Linked DNA regions of Danio rerio: region 2 is linked to region 1. A link is a contact called in public Hi-C data. All regions are on one chromosome and are shown on one strand. Each heading gives the region's core, a stretch centred on a gene start, on an enhancer-like site or on the middle of the called end of the contact. The rest is flanking DNA. Distances are from core to core; before and after follow the strand shown. Region 1 holds the start of tbr1b (T-box brain transcription factor 1b). Region 2 overlaps rbms1b (RNA binding motif, single stranded interacting protein 1b).

The links. Hi-C and Micro-C count contacts between places; a contact is called where the count stands out from the background.
Region 2: a contact with region 1 is called in a Hi-C map of embryo, with 2.9 times the contacts expected there. The contact joins the enhancer-like site here to the promoter of tbr1b in region 1. A contact is called at or near these places in 2 of 18 Hi-C or Micro-C datasets (embryo and gastrula embryo).

Annotation. Positions count from the first base shown.
Region 1 is chr9:53,424,490-53,430,312 of GRCz12tu, forward strand. It overlaps tbr1b (T-box brain transcription factor 1b), which reads right to left and starts at 2,800. Exons shown (of 6, transcript NM_001115090.3): 1 at 2,034-2,800; 2 at 1,262-1,416; 3 at 875-996; 4 at 210-368; 5 at 62-123. The coding sequence starts at 2,716. All of the region lies in intron 1 of rbms1b (RNA binding motif, single stranded interacting protein 1b), which reads left to right.
Region 2 is chr9:53,484,896-53,491,191 of GRCz12tu, forward strand. All of the region lies in intron 1 of rbms1b (RNA binding motif, single stranded interacting protein 1b), which reads left to right. Among named protein-coding and RNA genes, the nearest start is that of tbr1b, 61 kb to the left of the region's middle. Within about 2 kb of position 3,671, at least 5 of the 62 cell types and tissues checked have an H3K27ac peak or open chromatin away from gene starts, as enhancers often do. A contact at or near this core is called in gastrula embryo, where this site is marked.

The DNA.
Region 1 (5,823 bases), core at 1,550-4,049:
TTGTTCAGACAAATTAGAAAGCATCTAAATGTAATTTCAACAAGATAAAATCAAAACTTACGTGTCATAATTGTCACGGAATCCTTTTGCGAATGGGTTGTGGTCGATTTTTAGCTGCGTGATCTGTAAACAACACAATTCAAACCATTAAAAACACTTTAATATTCCACAAATCAACCGAATTATCAACACAATTCTCTTTCTCTTACATCAGTGTTTTGATATGCGGTGACAGCAATGAACTGCGTCTCGGGGAAAGTGAAGGTCTGCACGCGCCCGGGTTGGCTCGTGTCCTCCGTTCCGTCCTCGTTCACCTGCACCACATGCAGTCGAGGCTGGTATTTATGCAGCGACTGCAGGACGACCATCTGCAGGAATTCAAGCGAAAAAACGAGAGTCAGAAAACATCCCTTCACGCGTCTTTACGCTCGCGTGCTTCCATTCAAACACATTGAAGCAAATTAGCTCCTTCACAATTTGAAGCGCATAAATGTAAACCAATAATTCATAGCAACAAATTAACTGGATTACATTTAATATGTTAAATAATTTAAGCTGGTACATGTCATGCGTACAAAAACGAATGCAACGTTTAATAAACATCAAGTTTTTGTTTACCTTTTCCTAATATAGATTTACATTAATATAAAAAGATATTATTTCGTTTAATTGTGCTGATTATTTTGAACAGTTGCTTTTATTTACATACGTTTAATAAGTAAGGTCTGTAAAATGCTTTCCAAACCCAAATAATGGAATATTCTTACTGCAAATGCGCAATATTGTCAGTTAAAACGCAGCCCGAATTAATGACAAAGTATAATGCAATTACAATTATTTAAATAAAAAGCAAATCCATCGATTAATAACTGACCTGTCCTGTGTTGTTGGTTGCTCCTTTATTGTTGGTTAGCTTAAGTTTTCCAAAGGAAATCTCTTGACGCATCCAGTGCGCGCCGGTGTTTGGCGAATCCGGGTGCATGTACACTCTGTTCCCTGTTCATAAATATTAGAAAGGGAATGTCAGTGCTGAGGCAGGACAACACACATAAAAATAAAATTAAATAGCTAAATAAATAAACAAACCAAAACTCATATGCGTCTTGTACAATTAATGTTATTTAAACAGATTGTTGTTAGCATTATTATCATCATCAAAATAATTACTATGATTAATGTGAAATAATAATAATACAAATAAAAATAATAATAATAGTTTGTTATTAGATAAACTATGAAACAAAAAGCATATTTTGTTCACCTGTTACATTCGTATCCGCTTTGCCGCACGGGACCCATTTTCCTCCTTGAAAGCGCCAGTGATTCGGATCAGCAAGAATCACGTCCACAAAGATATTGTAATGCGCCGTTGGGTCGAGACCAGATATATTGAAACTCAAAAACGGGAACATTCGTCTGAGGGAAAATAAAATGTAAAGTTTCAATGCATAACACTCCAGTGCTGCTTGCAACAACCTTAAATTCTTTATATATATAAATAAATATGTGAATGCCTTTGAATTAATGAAGAAGAATTAAAGTAATGCAAACGAATTTAAATATATAGGTATTGGGTGTTTAGGTATTTTGAAGAAGTAAAAAGTGTGTCCTTCCAAAATAAAATGAATAAAGAAAATTAAATTAACCAATAAGAACAATAAATAATAATAATAATAATAATAATAATAATAATAATAATAACAATAATAATAATAATTATTATTATTGTTACTATTATTATTATTATCATTATTATTATTATTATTATTATTATTATTATTATTATTATTATTATTATTATGAAAACGTTCATTTAATTTATTTTTATTAAATCGTTTATATTTTGTTCCCGGAAAATGCAAACTGAAATAAAAAAATAAAAAAACAGCTTCGTATTTGTCGGAAGAAAAAGATATATGTTTTATATGTGTCTTAATATGTCCCTATTGATATTCGCCAAACGAAAACATCCATTTGTGGAAACAATAGTTTGGCAAACACTCATTTATAACCGTAACAGCAAAAACACCTACCGTCCCTGCTTGGTAATAATCATCTCCGTTTGATGCCTGTGGAATTTAAGCCACAGGGCCCTGTTGCAGAGGTAAACCTGCGCTTTGCCGGGCACGAGTCCTGCTTGCGCGGAGGAAAACTGGTAGAAAGCCGTGCCCTGGTACGCGTGTCCATACTGTTGCGCGTACGGGTACCCGGCGGTCGCGTAACCTTGCGGAGAAGAGTTGCTCAATAGGCTGTTGTAGGCTCCGTTCGTGATGACCGGGTGGTGCGCCATGTAGCGGCTCGGGCTGGCGATGGAGAAAGCCGGGTGCGTCGGTCCATGCTGACTCGGGTAGGGAAACATGGTGGTAGGACTCGGCTGAACTTGACTGGACTGAGACAGGAGATACCTTTCTCCTGCAGATCCATCGAAAGTGTGACGACTGTCGGCGACTCCGTCAAGATCAGGAGAGAGTTTGCCTCGCTGGACGTCCCCTGATGAGTCCTTCGAGTCGGCGAAATTGTCTGCCTCTGACTGATTCGTCATCCCAGCGGAGTTTTTTTTCAGAGGTGAACTTCTCTCCAGGTTGTCGCCGATTGATATAATAGGGTAGTCCTGCAAGGCGAGCTCAGACGCTTGTGCGTTTGGGTAGCCACTGCCCACAATCATACATTTCTTGGAGCGCGCGAGAGCTGGCGAGATGCAACGCTCGAGCTGCATCTCTCGATGACAAATAGCAATTAACGCGAGCGCGAGAGAAAACTAACGCCTTCCTGCGGTTCGAGCTACTTTGTGCAAGACAGCAAATTAGCCAATTGATACTAGCCTGCAATCAGGAAAGGCTCTGCTTTTCAGTGCTCGGTCTGCATGCTTAATGAATCAACTTTTGCTATTGGTTAACACGTGACGGTAATTTAATTAGACAGAACTTAATTAGTGTAATCAAGGAGGCTCGCACGCCACAGTGTATTCACTTCTGCTGGTCATCCATGTTTGTATACTGTACTCTGTGAAAATTGGGGCTCGTGCGCTTCTTAGTAGCCCACTAAGTAGTGCAAATAAACCCTATTGTCTTGCACTCGAAGCCATTGTGTGCCGAATATAATCGGAGGGAAAACTTGATTATTCATTATTTAAAACGCTTGAAATGACACGCCTCGCGCCCTACCTAAAATGTTTGCGTTATAGCGTGAAATATTGGCCTCTCCTGAAGATCTGTTTACTGCTCCCAAGACATATCAATATTTGATGGGGATGGACTACTTCAGGTTATGCATTCAACGCTTTACGCTTCAAAACATTGCCTGAGACAATAAAATCAGGCATGAGTCAATCCAACCTACAAACCAACCACATTCAGTTTAAAAAAATACTATTATATAATAAAATATAATACAAATAAATAAAAAATTTTAATAAAAAACTAAAAATATAGCACTGGCGATGAATTATTTAGCTGAAAGACCGCGCAATAACATAAAAAACATGCGAATTAAATTAGGATTATACTATTAAATTGCGATACATATTTCATATATGTATAACTTATTTTTTTCACCTCATATGGTCTTATTTAGTTCGCATGCTGACTGCTAGACACTTCTGAGGTTTGTGGATCGCAGCCAACATCTTTAAAGAAGCATTTATGGAGACATATTGAATGGGATTCAGAAGACTCTCATATAAAGATGCGTCTGCTTTCTCCGGTATCCAAAGTGCGTTTGGCAAGTAACGAAGCCTACAACCTTTATTTGATTAAGAAAAATTATGCGTTGCGTTTTTTTCCAGAATATCTATCATTTTGTGTTGAACAGAAGAAAAAAGTTCAAATGGGTTAAGGGTGAAAAAAAAATGAATGGCAGAATTTTCTTTTTGGGGTGAACTGTCCCTTTAAGCATGATCATGTTATAGTCATTTATATATATATATATATATATATATATATATATATATATATATATATATATATATATATATATATATATATAGCTAGACAGACATCAGACATGTATTATTAGATTTGATGAATACTTGAAGATGTATTCATTGACTATTAATATTTTTTACTATAAAATTGCTCCAAAAAAAAACAATCAATGAAGTATAGTTTATAGATAGATAGATAGATAGATAGATAGATAGATAGATAGATAGATAGATAGATAGATAGATAGATAGATAGATAGATAGTATTTATAATATTATACTATATTGGGGTGTAATTTTAATAAATGCATTGCGTATTAAAGAGATAGCAAACCCAAACAATTAAATTCTGTCATCATTTACTCACTTTTCCAAAGCATATTTTAGTTTCTTTCGGCTATTGAACACAAAAGAAGATATTTTGAAAAATGTTGGGACTGCTTTCAATGTATTATGGAAGTCGATGAGCAAACGGCATTCTTCAAAATATCTGTTTTTGTGTCAAACAAGAAATAATAAAATCAAAAAAGGTTAATAAATAAATAAGGCAGTTTTCATTTTATCTAATTTCATCTATCATTTTATTTACCTATATCGCCTTTAATCAACGGGGTAAATAATAACGCAATTGCTCTTTGCAATCAAGCAAATGCACGCTTGTATTTATTTTTTTCTCATAAATCATACCTCGCAGTTAGTGTTCAAAAGTTTTACCTAATCACCCCTCAGCTTTGCCATATTCTAGAGTAACACGTCTGTCAGCATCCCAGCGGTCATCTGATAGGAATCACATCGTCCTCCCCCTCAGCAGCCTGAAATAGGTTCTTCTTATCAGTTCATCTCACCTGTCTCACTGCCACAACTGACTCTCCACACGACCGATTAGAAAGCACCGCTGAAGTCTTTGATGAGCCTCTGCGCCTCATGCACTGGCCCTTTAAATGGCGTAAAAACACACTTAGCACGGCAGCATCAGGTGGACGCTTTATTACAACTGATGATATATAATATTAAAAATAATTAATCGCATTAGTGGATCTCCTCTAGCTTTTTCCCTTAGATTTCCACACACAAAAAAATGATTAATATCACTATCAACGGCACAGGCCCAACAATATGCAAAATTATTACCATAACATAGACTAAATAATACAACGGACACGTTTGTAAATGCATAACACTACAAGTGTGAAATTTACCAGTGTAACACATGGAGCCAACACTTGGCCAAATATCGGTTTAGTATTAGCCGTATTATCAAGTGACAAATGAATTTGCGCCAAAAAGCCAGCCATAGAGACTGAATAGGTGACGTCAGCAACAAAAGAACAAGCAATCCTATTTCTGTTGGAAAGACTGATAATGATAAGCCTATGATAAAACTCTTTATTTATCAATAATCCTTACATGTTTGTTTTACATTAAAGGGAAAGTTCATCCAAAGATTAAAATGACCTCATCTATCTATCTATCTATCTATCTATCTATCTATCTATCTATCTATCTATCTATCTATCTATCTATATATCTATCTATCTATCTATCTATCTATCTATCTATCTATCTATCTATCTATCTATGCATCCATCCATCCATCCTTCCTTCCTTCATTCCTTCCATCCATCCTTCCTTCATTCCTTCCTTCCTTCCTTTCTTCCTTCCTTCCTTCCATCCTTCTTTCCTTCCTTCCTTCCTCCCTTCCATCCATCCATCCATCCACCCACCCACCTATCTATCTATCTATCTATCTATCTATCTATCTATCTATCTATCTATCTATCTATCTATCTATCTATCTATCTATCTATCTATCTATCTATCTATCTATCTATCTATCTATCTATCTATCTAGATTATCTATCTAGATTATCTATCTATCTATCTATCTATCTATCTATCTA
Region 2 (6,296 bases), core at 2,421-4,920, 61 kb after region 1:
ATGATAAAGAGAAATAAGAAAACAAGGGAGCGCATGCGATGCTGTAAGAGAGCTCTATGTTCTGAGTTAAGTTGATATTAAAAAACATATATTGTTAAAAGCCAGCCTGTGAGTGGTCTAATATTCAACTTACACAACACTTCCCATCCTGAACGAGCCTCCACATGCAACCAACCGGTCCTACTGCACACAACCCGATGTGAGCTGAGATCAAACTCATGATTCTTTGTATGGGAGTCAGTTGCTTTAACAAGGAGGCTAGAGACCATGGCCTCTAACGTAATCCCACACCAAAATACAACACAGAAACTTTACATAAAGAGTTGTGTTGGACAAAAATAGCTAAAGGAAGTTTTTTAATTTAAACAACTCGCCTAATTAAAATAAATGAAAGGGAGATGTGTTGCTTCAGCAGTACCGCATTTTGATCGATAGGTGGAGTAGTATCTGCACATGCGCAGTTTCAAAACAGCAAAGGAAGGAAGATTCAAACACAACAATCGCTCTCATTATATGGGAATCCATAGATATATACACTAGATATCGCATAGGGACCCTAAGCATGCGTCAATAGCGCCGCCACATTGGTACAGTGCTCCCAGGACAAATGTCATTCTGTCGCCTTCTGTTGAGAGTGCTGTCGCCTCGCAAGTTCGAGCCTCAGCTGGGTTAGTTGGCGTTTCAGTGTGGAGTTTGCATGTTCTCCCTGCGTTCGCGTGGGTTTCCTCTGGGTGCTCTGGTTTCCCCCACAATCCAAAGACATGCGGTACAGGTGAATTGGGTAGGCTAAATTGTCTGTAGAGTGTGTGTGTGTGAGTGTGTGAGTGTGTGAGTGTGTGTGTGTGTGTGTGTGTGTGTGTGTGTGTGTGTGTGTGTGTGTGTGTGTGTGTGAATGTTTCCCAGAGATGGGTTGCGGCTGTAAGAGCATCCGCTGCCTAAAAATGTGCTGTATAAGTTGCCGGTTCATCCCGCTGTGGCGACCCTGAATTAATAAAGCCGACAAGAAAATTAAATGAAAAAAGACAGGAAAAACTGCCAAGAACACAAACAATAGATGTCTGTACCTACAAATGTCTGCAAACTGAATTTGCACAGTCTATAATCCCTCCAGGCACTTATAACTTTTTTTAAATAAAAAAAGCATTAAAAAATTAATGTTCACTTTTTGTTTGTATTTAGCTTTTACAAAAAAAAAAAATATATATATATATATATAGACATAGTTCATGGGGGTTAGCTTGACCAAGGTGATGAATGGAAACTTTTATCAGTTATTTTTATTTATTTATTTATTTATTTATTATTTTTTCCTGAATATTTAACAATTAAAATAATACGCAAATCTTACAATTATGACTAATTGTAAGATACGTAAAGTAAACAACAACAACAGAAAAAACATGGAGGACGAAAGTGGTCAGCTGCCACAATTTGCTCCCACCAGACCAGAGATCTCTCGAACCTACAGATTCCTCAGACTGATGGAGGACACCATATATAAACCATAGGTGCAAGCTGCGATGACGACCCTTTCCCCTTCTCCTCCATTTCAAAATCCTTTTAAAGTTGGGCGAACTTTGCAAATTTCATAGAGTTAAAAGCAATACAATTTTCTCCATCTTGGCTAGTGTGGCGCAGATGCTAGAACCCACCTTTACGCATGTGCAACATCGTAAATTAAATACCAAGTGTAAACACATTAATCGGATATATGGGTCACAATTAAAAGAACGTGCAAACGGACAGGCAAAATAATCAGATATAGGCAACAAATAGGAACTGGGCATCAAGACCTGACAGTGTAAACAAGGCCATACTTAAGTTCAGTAACTAAATAGATTGAAGCTAAATTATGAATGTTATGTTGACTGAACTAAACAACACTACATTACCTTCATGTAACTAAGTTAAGTTTGCTAAAATTAATATTCTTTGTTTGAGGTAACTTAACTCGTGGAACCTGTTAATTGAAAGTTAATTAAAGCCAACATATCTTTTTTGAGTGTACTTAACCCTTTTCTAACATGCTAAAAAAATTTTTGTTCGACTCACATTTGAAAGCACTAGAGGGTGAGTCGCCTAAATAGTGAGTAAATTTTCATTTTTTTGTGAACTACCCCTTTAAATGCGGTATGTTCCATCCAAACCCTCTAGTAAAAACGTGAGCTGAAAAGAAAATGAAATGTCCAAAACAAATAAACAAATTTAATCTCACAACCATGAGTAAATTTGACCTGGCCTAGTATATTTTTGTGAATGCAAATGAATCATCATTGTCTGGGAGACTTTCAAGGAATCGAAGGTTTCTGATAGTCAGTCGTTTAATGGCCTGCACCGGTTCAGACGGAGCATTAATGATTTTGTCCTCCCACTAATACCGCATGAGGTGTCAGTCATACACTCCGCCGCCTGCCAGATTACATCCACTTTCAATTTCTCCACGGCCAGATGGTTTCTTCACACTGCATAAATAAATGAATGCGGGTGTGTGGACCTCCATAGCACGGTTCACATTCTCCCTGCTCGTCTAGTCGGCGAAGCGAGTTACGATCCCTCAACCTCATATTGGAAAAAATACCGGAAGGTCCGCGGCCGCTTAAAGGAAGTGCTACTCATGTTATCCTGCTAGATGTAATACAAGGCACAGATTCACGAACATCGTTAGACAGATTGCGTCACCTTTGGCTGCGTGTGAACTTCCATCAATTACGTATCTTTCCTTTGATGATCGCATTCTATTAGAATAGCTGCTAATGAATCGCCACGTGTGGAACGGTGACGAGAGGGGAAAAACGCGCGAAAAAAACGCGCCTTTTCAATTTTACTCGCTTGACGCGAGGATGTCGCGGACACGCGGGCCGAAAGGTGTTTTTTAAGGCGGGCTTCAAGTCATTAGGACCTGGCAGCGGTGCTTCTTTCTCTCTCTCTCCTACCTGTAAATGGACTCGGAGGAAAAACAGTGACGGGCCCGGTGAGAATTTCACCGGGGGCTTGAAAATTCACACCCGCCCAAGGTGTTGTTTAGGCGTCTGATAAACATGTGAGAAAATAATAGGCTGGAGAGGAGTGGGTGCTTCAACCAAGGAGACCAGAGTCAAGATCTAGATTTTTGAATAATTAACTTTGTGATCAAGACGATATCAGTCTGTTAGTCTTCATTTGTTCAATAGGAGCAACAAAAGAGAGGGAGAGGGAGCCAGGCATGAGAAAAAGAGAGACAGAGAGAAAGAAAGAGAGAGAGAGTGTGTCTTGGAAACCAGAGTTGTGGATCTAATTGAGGCTGCAAGCGGCCATATGGGCTAGTGTGAAAATAGCAAACGCTATCAGTAACGGAGAAACACGAAAGTCGAAGAATATCTTATGCAGCCGGAGCCAAATCTCCCTCCAGCTGTAGGGACAAAACGAACACGTTTTTCCAAGCCATCTTCGCTATTCTGATCGAGCGATCGACGCGAAATGAATGACTGAAACGTCTTCCTGAAGCCCTTAAGATGCTGAAACGCATGCATGCCAGCCATAGGAAGCAGGCCAAGAATGAAAAACAAAGTGCATGTGAGCCTCTCCTCCCAACGCGCCTGATGTTCCGAGGCTGCCTGTTATCCGAGGTGTTAATTGGCAAATTCGGTACAAGTCAAGAGCGTGTTCCCTGCCGTCCTCGCCCAGCTAGGCTAGGTCATTAAGCCGAGAATGGATTCTCTCATGCTGCCTTAACCCTTGCGGCGCATTGCATCCCTCTCCCTTCCTCCCCTTATCAACCATCCAGAAAGCAAAATGAAAGCCACACATATATATAGCTATATGAATGCAACAGGAAACACAGCTATACGCCGTGCATCATTATTTCATTATTGCTTTTGAAAGGTCAACGGTGTAATAATCGCAGCTCACCACGTGATATGAACAAATTTGCATCAAAAAATATCTTTATCGAGATGGATGGCAGTGCACTTGTCCTACATTTCATCAACAAGCACAACAATAGACATGCTGAGAGCAGCAAAAACTTTAATGTTTGGGAAATTTTATCACAAACAAGCATTTTTTGTTTTTAAAAGATGTCTACTAGACGTCTAAATACAGTCGTCCTGACTAAAACAAGGCTATATTTGGGCTGTCAGTGAAAATCTAATAGACGTCTAAGAATAGGCCAAAACTAGACTAGTCATCAAATAAACAGAAATGAATTATACTTACTAAGTATAAGACTTTACTTATAAAGTCTGTCTAACCTGTCTATTTGACGACTTGTCTAGTTTTGGGCTATGCTTAAATGTCTATTAGATTTTCACTGACAGCCCAAGTTTAGTCTTGTTTTAGCCAAGCTGTCTACGTTTAGATGTCTATAAGACGGCTATCAAACACAAAACTGTTTGCTGGGTTCTGGTTTTGACGAGTTCTCTCAAGTTTGTAATAAACAATTTTTTCCCAGTCACCCATTTAGCGCTGTCTGATATATTATACATGTCTCAAAGAACAAATGTTTGGTCCATTCATAATTCTTGGATATATAGAGAGAGAGAAAGAGAGAGAGAGCTTATGCTGTTAATTATAATCAAATTATGTTTTATAATCACATGATTTCTTGAGAAATTGGATACGATTATGAACGAAAGAGAACATTTGCTGAACATTGTTTTGTTGATGTATGTAGGCCTTTAACCAACGCATAAAAAACTGTGTTGAATGCTTAAAATTTTGAGAAGTATTTTTATGACTGAGCAGAAACGTTTGCAAAACACCAACAGAACGCTGAAAATGAAATACCCATAATGAGTTAAAAATTAAAAGGTGTATATCTCTAATTAATGCATTAAAAGTAGATAACAAAAATAATTATTAGGCTCTAATTAGGATCTTCATGAATCATTCACTTTACAACTTAACGAAAACGTCTGCAAAACATTAACAGAACATTTCAAAAGAAACACTTATAAAACGAAATGGCTTGTTACCTTAAAGCTTTTCCAGAAAAGGGTTGTGGCATAAAAAGATGCTGGACAAGTTGGTGGTTCGTACCGCTGTCTCGACCCCGGATTAATAAAGGGACTAAACCGAAAAGAAAATGAATGAATGAATGAATGAATGAATGAAATGTTACCTATATATATATATATATATATATATATATATATATATATATATATATATATATATATATATATATATATATATATATATATATATATATATATATTAATAAATAGTGTTTCAATAACAAAATTGAAACACCTGCAAAATGCGTACAGAAACGCAATGTTCCTATGACGCATGACAGATTATCAATTGGTCTTTTCCCTTAAGGTTTGCATATAAAATAATAAGATGATAATTTAGATAGAAATAACAACTTAGTGTTTGCATGGAAACGTAATTAAACAATATAAAGAAATATAATATAGAGAAAACTTCTTCAGATTTTTTAACATTCAACAACAGTTTAAAAAATGTTTTGGTAACAGGCGTACACACATCAAGAAAAAAAAACTAATTTTAATGCTTTTCAAATGTTCTCATTCAATTAAAAAGTTAACCCATTTATTGATATTTGTAATGATTAAATATTATTATTATTTAAACTTATTTTTGGTTATGCATTCATTTGATTGTAAAACAAACTTTACGCGCAGGCAAAATAAAGAAATGTATGTTTCAAGAAATGTGGGTTATTGACAGAGATGGATGGATGGATGGATGGATGGATGGATGGATGGATGGATGGATGGATGGATAGATGGATAGATAGATAGATAGATAGATAGATAGATAGATAGATAGATAGATAGATAGATAGATAGATAGATAGATAGATAGATACAACCCCCAATAAAAATGTCAGTCATTAGATACTAATAATAAAAACTATATTTTGAAGAATGCTTAAAACCTGTAACCATTGACAAATAATGTGTTGAATATTCATGAAGAAATAATAGCTTATAATCTGCATGGAAACGTAAATAAACGATATAATATAGAGGAAATTTCTTCAGATTTCTTCTTTAGTATTTAACATGCCGTTTTGTTAGAGGCCTAAACACATTAAGAAAACAAACAGATCTTAATGCTTTTCAAGTATTCTCAATTGGGTTATAAAGTTAGCCCATTTATTGATATTTAAGAGGATTCAACATTATTACTATTTTTAGGAAACGTATTTTGGTTATGCATTCAGTTTAGGAATCATTTGATTGTAAAACAAACGTTTACGCGTAAGCAAAATGGCTATTTTAAGAACTTTTTGCCGGGTGGGATTAGCTATTGGACACCCCCAAAAAATATTTATTATTTAATTTTAT